4 separate regions of the Mus musculus genome follow, and regions 2, 3 and 4 are each linked to region 1. The links are chromatin contacts, called in public promoter capture Hi-C and targeted proximity ligation maps. All regions are on one chromosome and are shown on one strand. The core of a region is the stretch at or near the end of the contact, and the rest is flanking DNA. Distances in the headings are between cores, read along the strand shown.

Evidence for each region. Promoter capture Hi-C pulls out the DNA fragments that hold promoters and counts their contacts.
Region 2: a promoter capture Hi-C map of hippocampal neurons shows a contact between it and region 1, with 4 times the contacts expected there. A contact is called at or near these places in 3 of 39 promoter capture datasets (the 3T3-L1 cell line, hippocampal neurons and liver) and 2 of 130 datasets of targeted methods (memory CD8 T cells and pancreatic cancer cells).
Region 3: a contact with region 1 is called in a targeted proximity ligation map of pancreatic cancer cells. A contact is called at or near these places in 5 of 39 promoter capture datasets (hippocampal neurons, liver, neutrophils and 1 more), 2 of 484 Hi-C or Micro-C datasets (CD4 T cells and embryonic stem cells), 3 of 130 datasets of targeted methods (bone marrow-derived macrophages, embryonic stem cells and pancreatic cancer cells) and 2 of 9 other capture datasets (adipose tissue and liver).
Region 4: a contact with region 1 is called in a promoter capture Hi-C map of liver, with 5 times the contacts expected there. A contact is called at or near these places in 5 of 39 promoter capture datasets (hematopoietic stem and progenitor cells, hippocampal neurons, liver and 1 more), 9 of 130 datasets of targeted methods (astrocytes, bone marrow-derived macrophages, embryonic stem cells and 4 more) and 3 of 9 other capture datasets (adipose tissue, liver and macrophages).

The regions. Positions count from the first base shown.
Region 1 is chr19:6,075,729-6,078,985 of GRCm38.p6, forward strand. Vps51 (VPS51 GARP complex subunit) reads right to left here and starts at 1,459. Exons shown (of 10, transcript NM_001081041.1): 1 at 1,223-1,459; 2 at 635-764. The coding sequence starts at 1,450. It also overlaps a transcript of Tmem262 not described here.
Region 2 is chr19:6,933,030-6,936,286 of GRCm38.p6, forward strand. Kcnk4 (potassium channel, subfamily K, member 4) reads right to left here and starts at 1,486. Exons shown (of 7, transcript NM_008431.3): 1 at 1,319-1,486.
Region 3 is chr19:5,365,358-5,368,614 of GRCm38.p6, forward strand. It overlaps Banf1 (BAF nuclear assembly factor 1), which reads right to left and starts at 1,519. Exons shown (of 3, transcript NM_011793.3): 1 at 1,211-1,519; 2 at 461-599. The coding sequence starts at 583. Eif1ad (eukaryotic translation initiation factor 1A domain containing) reads left to right here and starts at 1,456. Exons shown (of 6, transcript NM_027236.2): 1 at 1,456-1,853; 2 at 2,701-2,919; 3 at 3,065-3,173. The coding sequence starts at 2,833.
Region 4 is chr19:5,446,137-5,449,393 of GRCm38.p6, forward strand. It overlaps Fosl1 (fos-like antigen 1), which reads left to right and starts at 1,562. Exons shown (of 4, transcript NM_010235.2): 1 at 1,562-1,919. The coding sequence starts at 1,815.

The DNA.
Region 1 (3,257 bases), core at 209-2,708:
TGCACTCAATAACCGTGCCTATGTGACTGAGATTGGTGTTCATGTGGTTTGTGGGGTGACTCCTGGACCCAAAAACTATTAGTAAATCTTAAGGAATGAGGATACAGACAGAGGGGGAGAGAGTGGCAAATCTGCTCTGAAGGCAGACTGACCAGAAACAAAAGTTACCACTAATAACATTTTTAACAAAAATTTTAATTGACTTTGAGATGGCTTAGTAGCAGGCAAATGTGTTTGTCACCAAGCCTGATAACCTGACTTCAATCCCTGGCACCCTCATGGTGGAAGGAGAATACAGACTCCTGAAAGTTGTCTTCTGACCCCCACACAAATGTTGTGTCCCACACATATGCATGTGCACAATATAAATAAACAAACAAAGCTAAAGCTTACTGAAACGCTGGTGCTTCCTAAGTGCTGCAGAGAAACTCACTGCATTTCATTCTTCCTTCCCAGCGCTGGTCCTTTGGACAAACCCCACCCCCACAGGAGTCATCACTTCAGCAGCAGTGGATTAAGGTTGGGACCCAATTGTAATCTGGGTCTCTTTCCTTTAATCCCTGTTTTTCTTAACACGGGGTGAGGACCTGGTGGGGGTGGTGTAAGACTGAGGAGTGTGTCCCAGTGGGGTCACCTGTAGCTGAGATGAACTTGTTGTAGTTCTCATAGACCAGGGTCTGCATGTCGCTGTCTAGAGCCCGGATCTGCCGTACCATGTCCGTCTCACTGTCCATCAGCTGGGCCAGAGGACATTCTCTACGCAGCTAGAGAAGCAGGTAGGAACAGTCAGCGTTAGTGCTCACTCACGTCCTGCTACCCTGCTTTACGTTAGTTGGATTTCAGTGCAAGACAACTCCAATCCCACCCTTATCAGGAATTCCATAAGTGGCACACTTTAAGTAGCACACTTCACAGGTTAGACCCAATTTGGGATTTGTCAGCGTTCATGGTCTTCTGGCTTAGTTTAAAGTCAACCTAGGCCCTGCCTAGCGCCTGTCAAGAGCATGGTCACACCCACTACCACGAGCCAGCACCGAGACCTCAGACCCAGTGTGACCTCAAGTCAGGCCCAGGCTCCCTTGGCCTCCAGATCTGCCTCTATTGCCTAGTAAGGGCTGTCCTCTTATAAACCCCGCTGCCGTCACCACAGCAACCAAATCGGGAGTAAGATCTAGGGTCCAAGATATTTGGGGTCTGGACCCGCCCCATTTCACACACACACCTTGTCAAGATAAACTTCCGGGTCGAAGTGCGCCCCATTGAGATCGGTTGGGTCCAGAGGGTCAGGCCCTGCGGGATGCCCCGCCACCTCCCCCTCCGAGAGGCCGTAGTAAAGCTTCAGCATCCCGTGAGCCTTCCGCCGACGCTCCGGAGCGTCCGCCTCGGGACCTTCTGGGGAGTCTCCAGGCCCGGACCCTAGGCCAGGCCCCACAGCTGCCGCAGCCGCCATAGCTCCAACCTCAACTCAAAGGGGTGAGGCAGGGGAGGGAACAGATGCACTTCCGGGGACCAGAAACTTGCTACAACCAGGCGGTCCTTCAGGTGAAACGTTCCTCTGCAGCTGTAGGATATGTGAGACTAAAGTTCCGTCTTGCGCTTGTCCTTCTGGAGCACAGAGGTTTCACTGAACTTCTGGATCGTTGAGTTTCTGTGATTTTGCTGTGCTACTTGGGTGAATCGTGGCGTCCCAATCCTGCATCCGCACAGGAAAGAGACTTGCAGAAGATCGAATATGCGTCACAGGGGGGGTCTGCAAGGTTCAAACGTCCATTTAGTAGCCTGCAATATGGCTTTAACGCAGTGTTTCCCAAGGTTCTGTCTCCAAGGAGTCATTCAATATGAGAAACTTTATTCTACTTAGAGAATTTAAGATGTTAATCTTAAGAAGTTAGTGAAATGTGATACGTGAGCAGTTGGGATTGAGGATAATTCGGAAGTTTTAAAGATGTAGGCATAAAACGAAGCTCTCAGCAGGGCGTAGTGGCGCACACCTTTAATCCCAGCACTTGGGAGGCAGAGGCAGGTGAATTTCTGAGTTCGAGGCCAGCCAGCCTGGTCTACAGAGTGAGTTCCATGAGTTCCAGGACAGCCAGGGCTACACAGAGAAACCCTGTCTCAAAAAAAAAAAAAAAAAAAAAAAAAAAAAAGACGAAGCTCTTAAGAGGGGATGAGGTCAGATTATATGTGGAGTTAAATAGAAGAAAATGAGACTTTACTAATGATGTACTGTAAACGTTACCGAGGATGGGCTGATAGGGTGCTGGGCTGCCAGGAGTTTCAGCAGACCAAACACTGTTTTTATCTGAAAATTAGGAGTTAAAAAAAAATCTAAATGGTATACTTTTTATTTTTATTTTTTTCAAGACGGTTTCTCTGCTTAGCCCTGACTGTCCTGGAACTGGTCCTAGTGTAGAACCTGTCTGCCTCCCAAGTGTTGAGACTAAAGGCATGTGATAACACTGTCACCAGCTCCACTGCCTAGCTAAAAACAGTTCTGAATGGTATTAAATCGCCATCTGTCCGGCCCCCAGTATTATATGTGTATTTATGTGTGCAGAGACCAGGGGATAACTCAGAGCTGTAGTTACAGCTCATGTGTGAGCTACCCGTCATGATGCTGGAAACCAAAGTGCAAGAGCAGTTCACCCTGTGCCAGCTCAAACCCTTCCTTTCTTTTCTCTCTCTTTCTTCCTCTTTGAGGCATCATCTCACTCTAACTTTGGCTGACCTGAAACTCATTATTGTAGACCAGGCTGGCCTCAAACTCAGAGATCCAGCCACCTCTGCTTCCTGAGTGCTGGGACTAAAAGTCTGTGCTACCATGTCCACAGCCTGCTTCTCAGCCTGACATGCATGGTTGCTCTTGTCACAGACTAAAGGGATCATGTATTCACTTGTCTTGGACCAAAACATTTTCTTGCCTTCTTATCCAGGGGGCTATTTAGAAACTGTACATCTGAGGATCTCAGCCCACGAAGCTTTAAGAAAGTGAATTTGAGCTGGAGAGATGGTTTCACTTGCTGCTCTTCCTGATGACCCAGGTTCAATCCCCAAGCTCACAACTGTCTGTAACACCCTGGGGGGGGGGGGGATCCAGTATCTTTTTGGTCTCCATGGGGAGCAGGAATACATGTGCATGCAGGCAAAATACTCATCCATACAGGAAAAAAAATCAAAATGAAAATAAAACCCAGGTGTACTGATGTGCACCTGCCTAGAACATTGTGGGCCAGGCAAGTGATCAGGAGAAGGTCACG
Region 2 (3,257 bases), core at 236-2,735, 860 kb after region 1:
TCTAGATTAGACTCCCCAAAGTTTTTGAGCCCCTAGCTTTATTATCCATAGATGTAACCCCCACACAGCCTCTGGTTCCAGGTACTAACACCTAGGCCCCCACCTCCAGCCTCCCTCTTACCTCCGGAGCCTAGCCATCAGGAGAGTGGGATAAAGAAGAAAACACTAAGCCAGGCAGGGTGAGTGAGAAAATGGGGGACTTGTGAGGCATTAGGGTGCCTGCCTTGGAGAAGACCAAAGGAAGACTAGGGAGTTCCAGGGGAAATAGGAAGAGGCTGGAGCCTGCAGAACTGGAGACAGGAATAGCAGGTCCATACTTGGCTCTCTCAGTGCGGCTGTGGCAGCCTCCTCAGATGCATCTGTCCCCTCCTGCCTTCCAGCCTAGCAGGGATCAACCGGGCGGGGATCTTCCAGGGTCCCCACCCGCCCGCTGGGCTTTCGAGGAACCCCAAGGCGGATCTGGCTGCAGGGTATAGGCAAGGCCCAGAGCCAGGGAAAGGAAAAGTGGGCACAAAGTTCCCAGAAGAAGCAAGGCACAGGGTGGGAAGGGCAGCACGGATACAGCAGCCCACGGGACAGCTGTCACTTAGGGGGCAGCGGGAGATGGCAGGCACACACACACATACATATACACAGTCTGCTACATGTGCCACAAAGATCTTTGAGCCACATTCCATTCTGCAGCTCTAGCCGCGCGCTGCCCAGGCTGCAGGCATAGCACTGCACCACGCTCCGGCAGACCCTGGCACAACTAACCACCATGGGCGTGCCCGCAGGGCCGAGCTACCCTAGAGGTCCACGCGCACGAATGCGCGCGCTCGCGTACACACACACACAGATACACACACGGAACCCGTGTGACACCGCACGCCAGCCGCTTGCTCCCACCACCTCCCCCGCGTCCTTACGCCGACGCCTCCGAGCGTGACCGGCGACGGGACGCACGGTCACACCACTCGAGGAAGGCATCCACGCGCGGGAAGTGTCCCGCCCTGCCGGTTTCTCCCAGCTCCCAGGGCCTGAGATCCAGCCCACATTCCCGCGCCTGCTCCGCACTTACTGTCTGCCCACTCTGTGGCTGCGGCTTTGGCTGCGGCCAGGTCTCCCGCGCCGCCTCGAGGGTGTGCGGGCTGAGCCAAGGAGGTGCCGGCGGCAGCCCAGAGACCGAGCCGCCGGCGGCCGTCTGACTAGGACCCCCCTCCTCCCGCCCTCAAAAGCCCCCTCCTTGGGAGCTTAACCCTACCAGAGCTGCGTCTCCCTACGTGCCGCACCCTCGCCACCGGCTCTCGCCACCAACCGCCTTGAACCCAGCCCTTACCTGCACCTGCAGCCTCTGGGCTCCCCAATGCTGTCTTGTCCAGGCCAGTGAGTGGCAGAAGACTCAGAGAAGGGTCGACGTGAAGTCCAACCTTCCAGGCTGGGATTGGGGCCCCAACGCTGCCCTAACCTGGACATCAGCTGGCCCGGGGCTCAGGACAGCCGCCACACTCATCTCCTGGAATCTTCTAGGTCTATTACTGGACTGGGAAGAGCCTTCGTTTCTCCGCCCATGAGGATAGTCTGGGCCTTGGGCTCAGCACTTGTGAGGGAGAGGCCCCCAGGGAGAAGAGGGTATGTGGGGGTGGAAGACGGGGAGCTCTCTTTGAGGCCACCTGGATTTAACCAGCTGAATGGGTTGGGTCCTAGTTCTAGGAAGTCACTGATAGAGCACCTCTTGCTCAGGCTGCATTCCCATCTCTGATCCTCCAGGCCCTGGGGTCACCCCCCCCCCCCAACCATCTGCTGCCTGACAATTCCAGCAGAAAGAGTGCTAGCATTTTCTGAACAGCTAAAGCCGGGTCCTCTTCTGTCTTTATCCTTCTTTCTTCTTCTTTATATCCTTTTTTTTTTTTTTTTTTTTTTGGTTTCTCGAGACATTTCTTTACTGATTTCCACAAAATCTCTCCTGTAGCGTTCAGAGATCCCATGCTATTGTGGTCAGTACTTTTGTTGTTGGGATGTTTTGCTTTGTTTTGAGACAGGGTTTCTCTGTGTACTCCTGGCTGTCTTGTAGACTAGGATGGTCTCAAATTCAGAGATCCACCTGCTTTGCCTCCAGAGTGCTGGGATTAAAGGTGTGCCCTACCATTACTGGGTTTTGTGGTAATTGTCAGTATGTTTAAGTGACCACCCAGATGATAGGGGGTCAGGGTGAGTTACCAAACTCCCTAGTTCCCACTTACAGTAAAAGGGTGATTACTTAACTCTGGGTGCTGATTTTGAGTATTTAGGAAGTCAGTATTTGGGGGCTGGAGAGATGGCTCCGTCTTTAAGAGCACTGGCTCTTCTTCCAGAAGACCAGAGTTCAGTTCCCAGCACCCACTACTGTCTGGGACACCCTCACACAGACATACATGTAGGCAAACCACCAATGCCTGTGCACACATACAAAGTCAGTGGTTTTTACTTTGGTTCTTTCTCTTTTTTTCGTTGTTATTTGTTTGTTTTTGGAGCCTTAGCTGTCCTGAAACTTGCTCTCTAGTTCAGGCTGACCTCAAATTCACAGAGACCCACCTTTCTCTGCCCCTCAAATGCTGAATTAAGGGCATGAACCACCACTGCCCAGCTGAGGTCAGCGTTTATAAATGCTTAAAGCCTAGCACACAGAATTAAGTGCCCTAAAAATGTTAGCAATTCTGCTTCCATCCGAAAGTGATTGTCCAGCTTACTGCTGAAGTCTGAGCCTCTGCTGTTCTCTCTGGAGACCTTGTAGACCTGGCTCCAGGAGAGTCCCAAAGAAAGAATTTCAAGGCAGACTTACTGCTAGGCTGAGATCTCAAAGGAGCTAGAATCACCAGGTTTATAGACAGGAGTCACAGGCTCTAATAATCAATCCTGAGCCACAGGGCAGATCTGCAAGGATGTCCGGAACTCAGGGCAGTGACTAAACCTTTGGGAGCAGTAGGATTTGTGTACCAAGAGCTGACTCAGCATGCAAGTAGCCAGGGGATCAGGGTTAACCCATACCCAGGTAAGGAGATGGAGGCTGTGCCACACAAGCACACCCTTTATAGATCTTCCATAAACTTGACACTTGAAGACCACAGTAGAGGTGGTGACAGAAGCCAGGCCTCAGGTCAGTGAGATGGTGCAGTGCTTTGTAGGGCTGCTTGCCACCGAGCCTGAAATTCCAAGTTTGTTTCCTGGAACCCATATGGGTTTTTCTGACTCTATACCTGTGTGTGTGTGTCTGTCCATCCATGTATGCACACATAAAT
Region 3 (3,257 bases), core at 269-2,768, 710 kb before region 1:
CCAGCACTTGGGAGGCAGAGACAGGCGGATTTCTGAGTTCGAGGCCAGCCTGGTCTACAGAGTGAGTTCCAGGACAGCCAGGGCTACACAGAGAAACCCTGTCTCGAAAAAAAAAAAAAAAGAAAGACAGGGTTTGTTCCTTTGTTGTCAGGGCTGGCATTAAATCCCACGGGAATCCTCTTAGCTCAACTTCCCAAGTGTTAGGGTCATAAGCACAATCCACTATGCCTAGTTTCATTTTCGTGATATTTAAAACACACAAAAGGGCAGGGGACAGTGAGCCACACCTTTAATCCTAGCACTGAGAAGCCCTGTCTCAACAAAACACAAAAATGAAGGAGGCACCATGCCTCCCCAGGTACCCCCCAAACATGTGTGGGCCTCACTCCCAATCTGCGTGGTACCACCTGTTGCCAACCTTCGCTCCTACCCCTCCCTGGCATTTGCAGCCCCCCCACACCTTGTCAAAGCCCCTTTCCTCCAGCCTCTTGCTCAGGACGTCACCAATCCCGGCCAGGCTCCCCACTGGCTTTTCCCCCATGGGCTCTGCCACGAAGTCTCGGTGCTTTTGGGAGGTTGTCATCGTGATCAGGCTTAACCTGGGAATCCCCCCCGCCAAAAAAAAAAAAAAAAAAAAAAGAAAAGTAGGTTAGGGCTGAAGACCACAAGTCCCAAGGGCAATATCCTACCACAGCTACTGTGGCTGCTCCCTTGAGTCCCCCCAACCCATCCCCGGCTATTCGGAAATTTCCACTTTCCGTGGGTCCTGGTTTTGGGTATATTGGATATATCAGCTTGCACTAGCTGGTGGCGCACCTAAGGCAACAGAGCGACTCCCAGACTCAGTAGTCAAGGTCCGCCCTGAAGCCCTCACAGCCCGCGACCCTGGCTACACAGACACTGACCCCGTTGGGAACTAACACGTGGTAGGAACAGCACGCGGCTCTCGCCAGCCTCGCCGCCCTCACTCGGGCTGCCGGCCTCTTCCACGCCTCTCAGGTCCCGCAGGCCCCGCCCTGAGGCCCCGCCCCGCTCCGAGCGCCCCGCCCCCTCCACGCGCCGCCACCCGGACACACCGCGCATCGCCCCTCCCGCAGACTCGGGCTGCCCCGCTGCAAAGGCGCGCCTCCGCGATGGATTCCCCTCCCTCCCGCCTCTGCGCGCCGCCACCGCACGCCAGCCGGAGCACCACTCCGCTTCTCACGCTCACCGGAGGCTCCGGCTCTGGTAACGGCTCCTCGCGCCACTCGGCCGCTCCCGCCCAGACCTCAAGCTACGAGACGGTTCCTCGACTTCCGCTTCCGGGTCGTTTTATGCGCGACCTTCAAAACTAATCCCCAAACTGGGCAGGTCTAGCTACCCGGAGCCATAGAGTTGACGCGCAATCGCCAGCCGCGGCGCCCACGGGGGTCGCTGTTTTCCGGTTCCTCTCAAGAAGCCATCCGGCTTTCGATGGCTTTTGTTTCTCCAGCGGCCCTTCCGGTCTGTGGGATCGAGACCTCCGAGGAGAATGCGTTTTCCTGCCCCGCACTCGGAACTTAGGCTTGCCTCACTTGATGGAGGGAAGAGTTAAAGGGACGGACGAAGAGGGGGCGGGAAATCCGGAGGACCTCTGAGCGCCCCGGAATCGCAATTCCCGGCGCGGTTTCCTCAGGTCTGTCACCTCAGACCGGCAGACGGGAGGGAGGAACAACGGAGGATTGGGGCCGAGCGTCCAGACCGGCGTTACCGTCGGGGCCACCTGCAGGTCACAGTTGTTTGCTCTTTGGTCCCTCGCTGTCGAGGCGCGTCGTGGACGAGCTACTGTCGCCGTCAACCTGGAAAGCGGAGCGTGCTGGTGTGGCGCCGAGCGGGTGAGTTCCGTGGGCAGCTCTCGTGCTGGGCGCCGCGTCGGTCGCTCCGTGCCTGGGATGTGTCGGGAGGCCGTCGTTGTGTGGCTCTCCTGCCTTGGGTGTTGAAGCCTGTGGCGGAACGCAGCTCACCTTAGATTTCGCTCAGAGAGCTTGGCGGGATGACCGATCGGCCTGGGAGGGGGAGGCGTCGCCGTCCTAACAGGACTGAGACGTAGGACTCAGGGCTTGCCCTGTGCTGGGTAGTTTCCGTGATCTCGCCGATTTACTTAGTTTTTCTTTGTTATTGAGAGGGCCGGCCCCGTGCTCCGTGGGTTGGGATTAGTGTTGAGATCGAAGGCTTGAGCCACCCTGACGTCTCAGCTGACACTATAAAACCTGTGTTTCCTGGTTTGGTTTGTTTTTTTTTTAAAGATGTCCCCCATGGGTGGTGTTGTGAGTGCCCTCGGAAGCCAGAAGAGGGCGGTGGATGCCCTTGAATTGGAGTTAAAGGTGGTTGTGAACCATCTGATGTGGGTGCTGGCTCATAGGACATCTCCCTGGCCCTTGAAGGTCCTGCTTGTTTGTTTTTGGTTTACGGTCTCCCTATGTAGACTAGGTTGGCCCAGGACTCAACAAATTTCTGCCTACCTCTCCCTCCCAAGTGCTAAGAATAAAGATATACACCAGCACCTGGCTAAGTCTGTGATTTGTCTTTCAATGATTTCATTCATGTTTTATGTGTATTAGTGTTTTTACCTGCATGTGTGTCTCAAAAGAGGGCGTTGAATCCCCTGTGGCTGGAAACCATACCTGGTTCTCTGCCAGAGCAGCAAGTCCTGCTGTCCCCTAAAGTGCATGTTTTTAACAGGGCGAGGTGGCACTTTTTCGTATAAGGCTGCTTCTCTTGAAAGCAGTCCTGGCTTCTAAGGCTGGCATCCAAATAATTCTGGAAGAAGAACTGACAGTCTGTGCACCCTAACAACCCTGGACAGAAACCAGCATGTCTCAGGCCAGCAAGAGGAAGCATGTGGTGCAGGAGGTGCTGGGGGAGCACATGGTGCCTTCTGACCACCAGCAAATAGTGAAAGTGAGTGCCGCCTGTCTCGGGCTTCCCGTCCTCCTCCCAATGCTCCCATTGCACCGCTGGGTGTGGAAAGGGAAGGCTCAGTGCAGGTCGGAGCATGCTTGATTTAACTGATGAAGTGGCTAGTTCTCGCTTTTTCCTGGACCAGGTCCTCAGGACTCCTGGGAACAATCTGCATGAGGTGGAAACAGCACAGGGGCAGCGCTTCCTGGTGAGCATGCCCTCCAAATACCGCAAGAACATCTGGATCAAGAGAGGTTAGAAGCATCCCTTCACAGTACGGAACCATGGCCTTGACTTCCTTCTCCATAACAGGAGTGGCTTTATCCTTTATCATCTAC
Region 4 (3,257 bases), core at 312-2,811, 630 kb before region 1:
CCCAACACACATGCCTGCATTTCTCTTTCCTAGCTTAAGGAAAGAGCCCTAGAGCCCTAGAGGGGCTCTAGGCTGGTGATCTTTTGAGGATGCTTCAACAGCAAAGCTCTGTCACATCCGTGGTCTCCTTTGGTCCCATAGTAGCCCTGTGAGGTCAACAGTGAGGCCCACCCCAGACTCAGGAAGGAGACCTCCCCGGGTCACATGGACACAAAGTATAGTTCTATGATGAGATATACTGGCCTCCAGGCCTGAGTCCAAACAGCAGAACCCCAGCCTTTGTTCCCAATGAAGACAGCCCAGGCCTCTGCTTCCCTGAGGACAAGTTTCTTCAGTCTCCATTGAGATGGAAGAAATCAGAGAAAGAGTTTTGGGACCCATGCTCTCCCAGTCTGCCATTCTTCGTGTACGTACAATGTAAAGGCTTGAAGCTCATGGCCTGACTTGGTCACCAGACTCAGCCACTTACTCAGTGGCCTTGAGCAACTCATTTCAATACCTGTCAGCCTCAGTTTTTCCCATCTGAGAAGTGGGGGTTATGATGGCATTTACCTCCTCAGCACACCTGGTCAGGACCTCACCCGTATCAAGGCCTTTCACATACTTCCAAAGTGGGCTGGTGACACACATAGTACTGGAGGAGTGCCTCCAGTCAGACCTTCAGTCAAGAAGCCTTACTGACTGTGTCTCAGGACACCTATGTCCTTCTGTAGGCGCTCTCTGCCTGTAGAGGCCTGGATTAAAGCTTGTGATAGCTCCAGAGACGGTCTCAAACATGTAGCGCCTTCTATCTGTGGGTACACTAAATGCCACTTCACGTAGTATTCAAATATAACAACATTTCATAACCCTGGTTTGTCAATAACCTTTCAGTCTATCAAAAACCTTGACAACAGTTGAAACTGGGTGTGGAGGGGCACATTTGTAATGTCTGCCCTCCACTTGAGAAGTGAAAGCAGGTTATTCTAAGCTACATAAGGAGTTCAAGGCCAACCTGCACAACAAGAGACCCTATCTACAAAAGCCAGGTGTGATGGTGGCACAGTCCAACACTTGAGAGGTGACGGAAGGATCAGGAGTTCAAGGGCAGCCTCAACTAGATACCTGAGACCCTGTCTCAACCAACCTCCCTCCACAAACCACAAGCAAAGCAAACTCAACTAAAGAAACTTCTCACCCCACTTGAGAGGAGCGGTCTTAAGTCAGGACTGCAGACTTGGGTGACAGTTGGAATGATTCTCTCCAGGTAAATAATGATGATGATAATAATAACCCATATTTATAATTCACTTCCCAGCTTTCAGACACTCTCCCCGTTCTTCTTTCTAAGTCTTGGCGCGAGGCCAGGCGGCCACAGGATTTTGTTTCGCCCTGTGTTGGGAACCTTGGCTAGTCTGAACGGGGCGGGGCGCAGTTGCAAGCCCCAACTTCGGCAAGGTGCGTCAGGGGGAATCCTCGGTGCACCTGGGCGCGGCAAGGAAATTGCACCATGTATGGGCAGCTGCGTCAGAGGGGGGCGTGGCCGCCGCGGATGCTAGGGGACGCCAAGTCGGTCGCTTTCTGTCTGTAGAGGCGGCTTGCCACCCGAGCAGAGGGTCGTGAAGTTCCGAGCGGACCGGTCCACAGAGGTTCATCTGGAGAGGTGGGTCCCCTGCGAGGTGAAAGGCGCCGCTGAGACACGCCCCCACCCCCCGTGGTGCAAGTGGTTCAGCCCAAGAACTTTTCATTCATAAAAAAGACCAGACTCCGAGAGGCGCGAGTGAGTCAGAACCGCAGCCGCCAACGCGGACCCTACCGAACATCCAGCCCAGGGCATGTACCGAGACTACGGGGAACCGGGACCGAGCTCCGGGGCTGGCAGCCCGTACGGTCGCCCCGCGCAGCCCCCGCAAGCTCAGGCACAGACCGCCCAGCAGCAGGTGAGACTGGCCGAATCGTCGGGGGGGGGGGGACCTGAGTTTGGACAGCATCAGGGATGCTGGGATTAGTCTAGTTTGCTCCGGGATTTGGACTGGGGCCCCGAGCAGCATCTGACTCTGGTGGTCGCGACCGAGGATCCTGCACGTTCTGTGTGGTCGGGGAACCTATGTACCCGGTGGCCAAGGGGACGAGCGCAGCGGGAAGCGCGAATATCTGCGAATTCCCCTTCTCGCTCGCCCGTATCTCCCTAGCTGACTGTCTTTCTGCCCCTCCGTCTCCGTTACGGTCTTACATTTCCTCCTATCTGCCCCTAATACGCTGTCCCTCTAAATACCTGCCCCATCCCTGCCTGGACAGGATCAGAGGTGTTCTCCATCTCCAGTTAATAACTGGGACCTGGGGTCTGGGCACATAGAGACGGGGTCCATCAGAACTCAGCCGGGACAGAGAATTCTTAGCAGCCTGTCCGAGGCTGTCCGTGTGTTGCTCTGGTTGTCCGTGTCCCTTTATCCGGTCAAGTCCTCATCTCTTTGTGCGCAGTATAGAGCCCATGGGCCCCAGGCAGTGGTTCCGAGGGGTTCCTGGAGACCACGAAGTGTTGGGATGTGCGCGGGGTCACCTGCCCGGCCACACTCGCGCTCCACATTCTCGGCACCCGACGTCTCTCACTGCTGGATAGGGGCACTTGAGAGGTTGCAGGTGTCCATTTCCTGTCGAGGGGCCGCGAGCACGTGTCGCCAGGGGAGGGAAGGAGCTGCGTCCGTTTCGCCGAGTCACAGCGGGCCGAGTCACTGAGGCTGAGTCACCCTGGGTGCCCCTCCCTTCCTGGCCCCAAACGGCCCCTAAGGACCGACGACCTGGGAGCGAGAGATGCCCCTGGCAGTGCTTCTAGCCCAGAACGGGGGTCACTGAGATGCTGGGTCCCCCAGTATTGGGCTGGGGACATAGCTGTCCAGACTTGCCTAAGCATGTGAGGTGCTTCCTGGACTGGAGGGGCCCCACATCCTTAGCTCACAGAGCTTGAACCCAGTTTTCTCTCCCAGAACGCTGAGCCCCCACCCCCACCGACACTCAATCCCAACACATGCCTCAGATTTCTGCAAGAAAAGGAAGGAAAGGATGCCAGACCCCTTATAGGAGGCTTTTACTCTCTTCACTTTATTTCATGGACTTAAAAAACCCCATCAATTTTGAACTTTCAAGTTTTTAAGTCGACAGCTAGGCATGCATTTAATCCCAGCATTCAGGAGGCAGAGGCAGGCAGATCTCTGGGAGTTTGAAGCCAATTTGGTCTACAAAGTGACTTCCAGGTCAGCTAGAGCTACATAATAGAGATC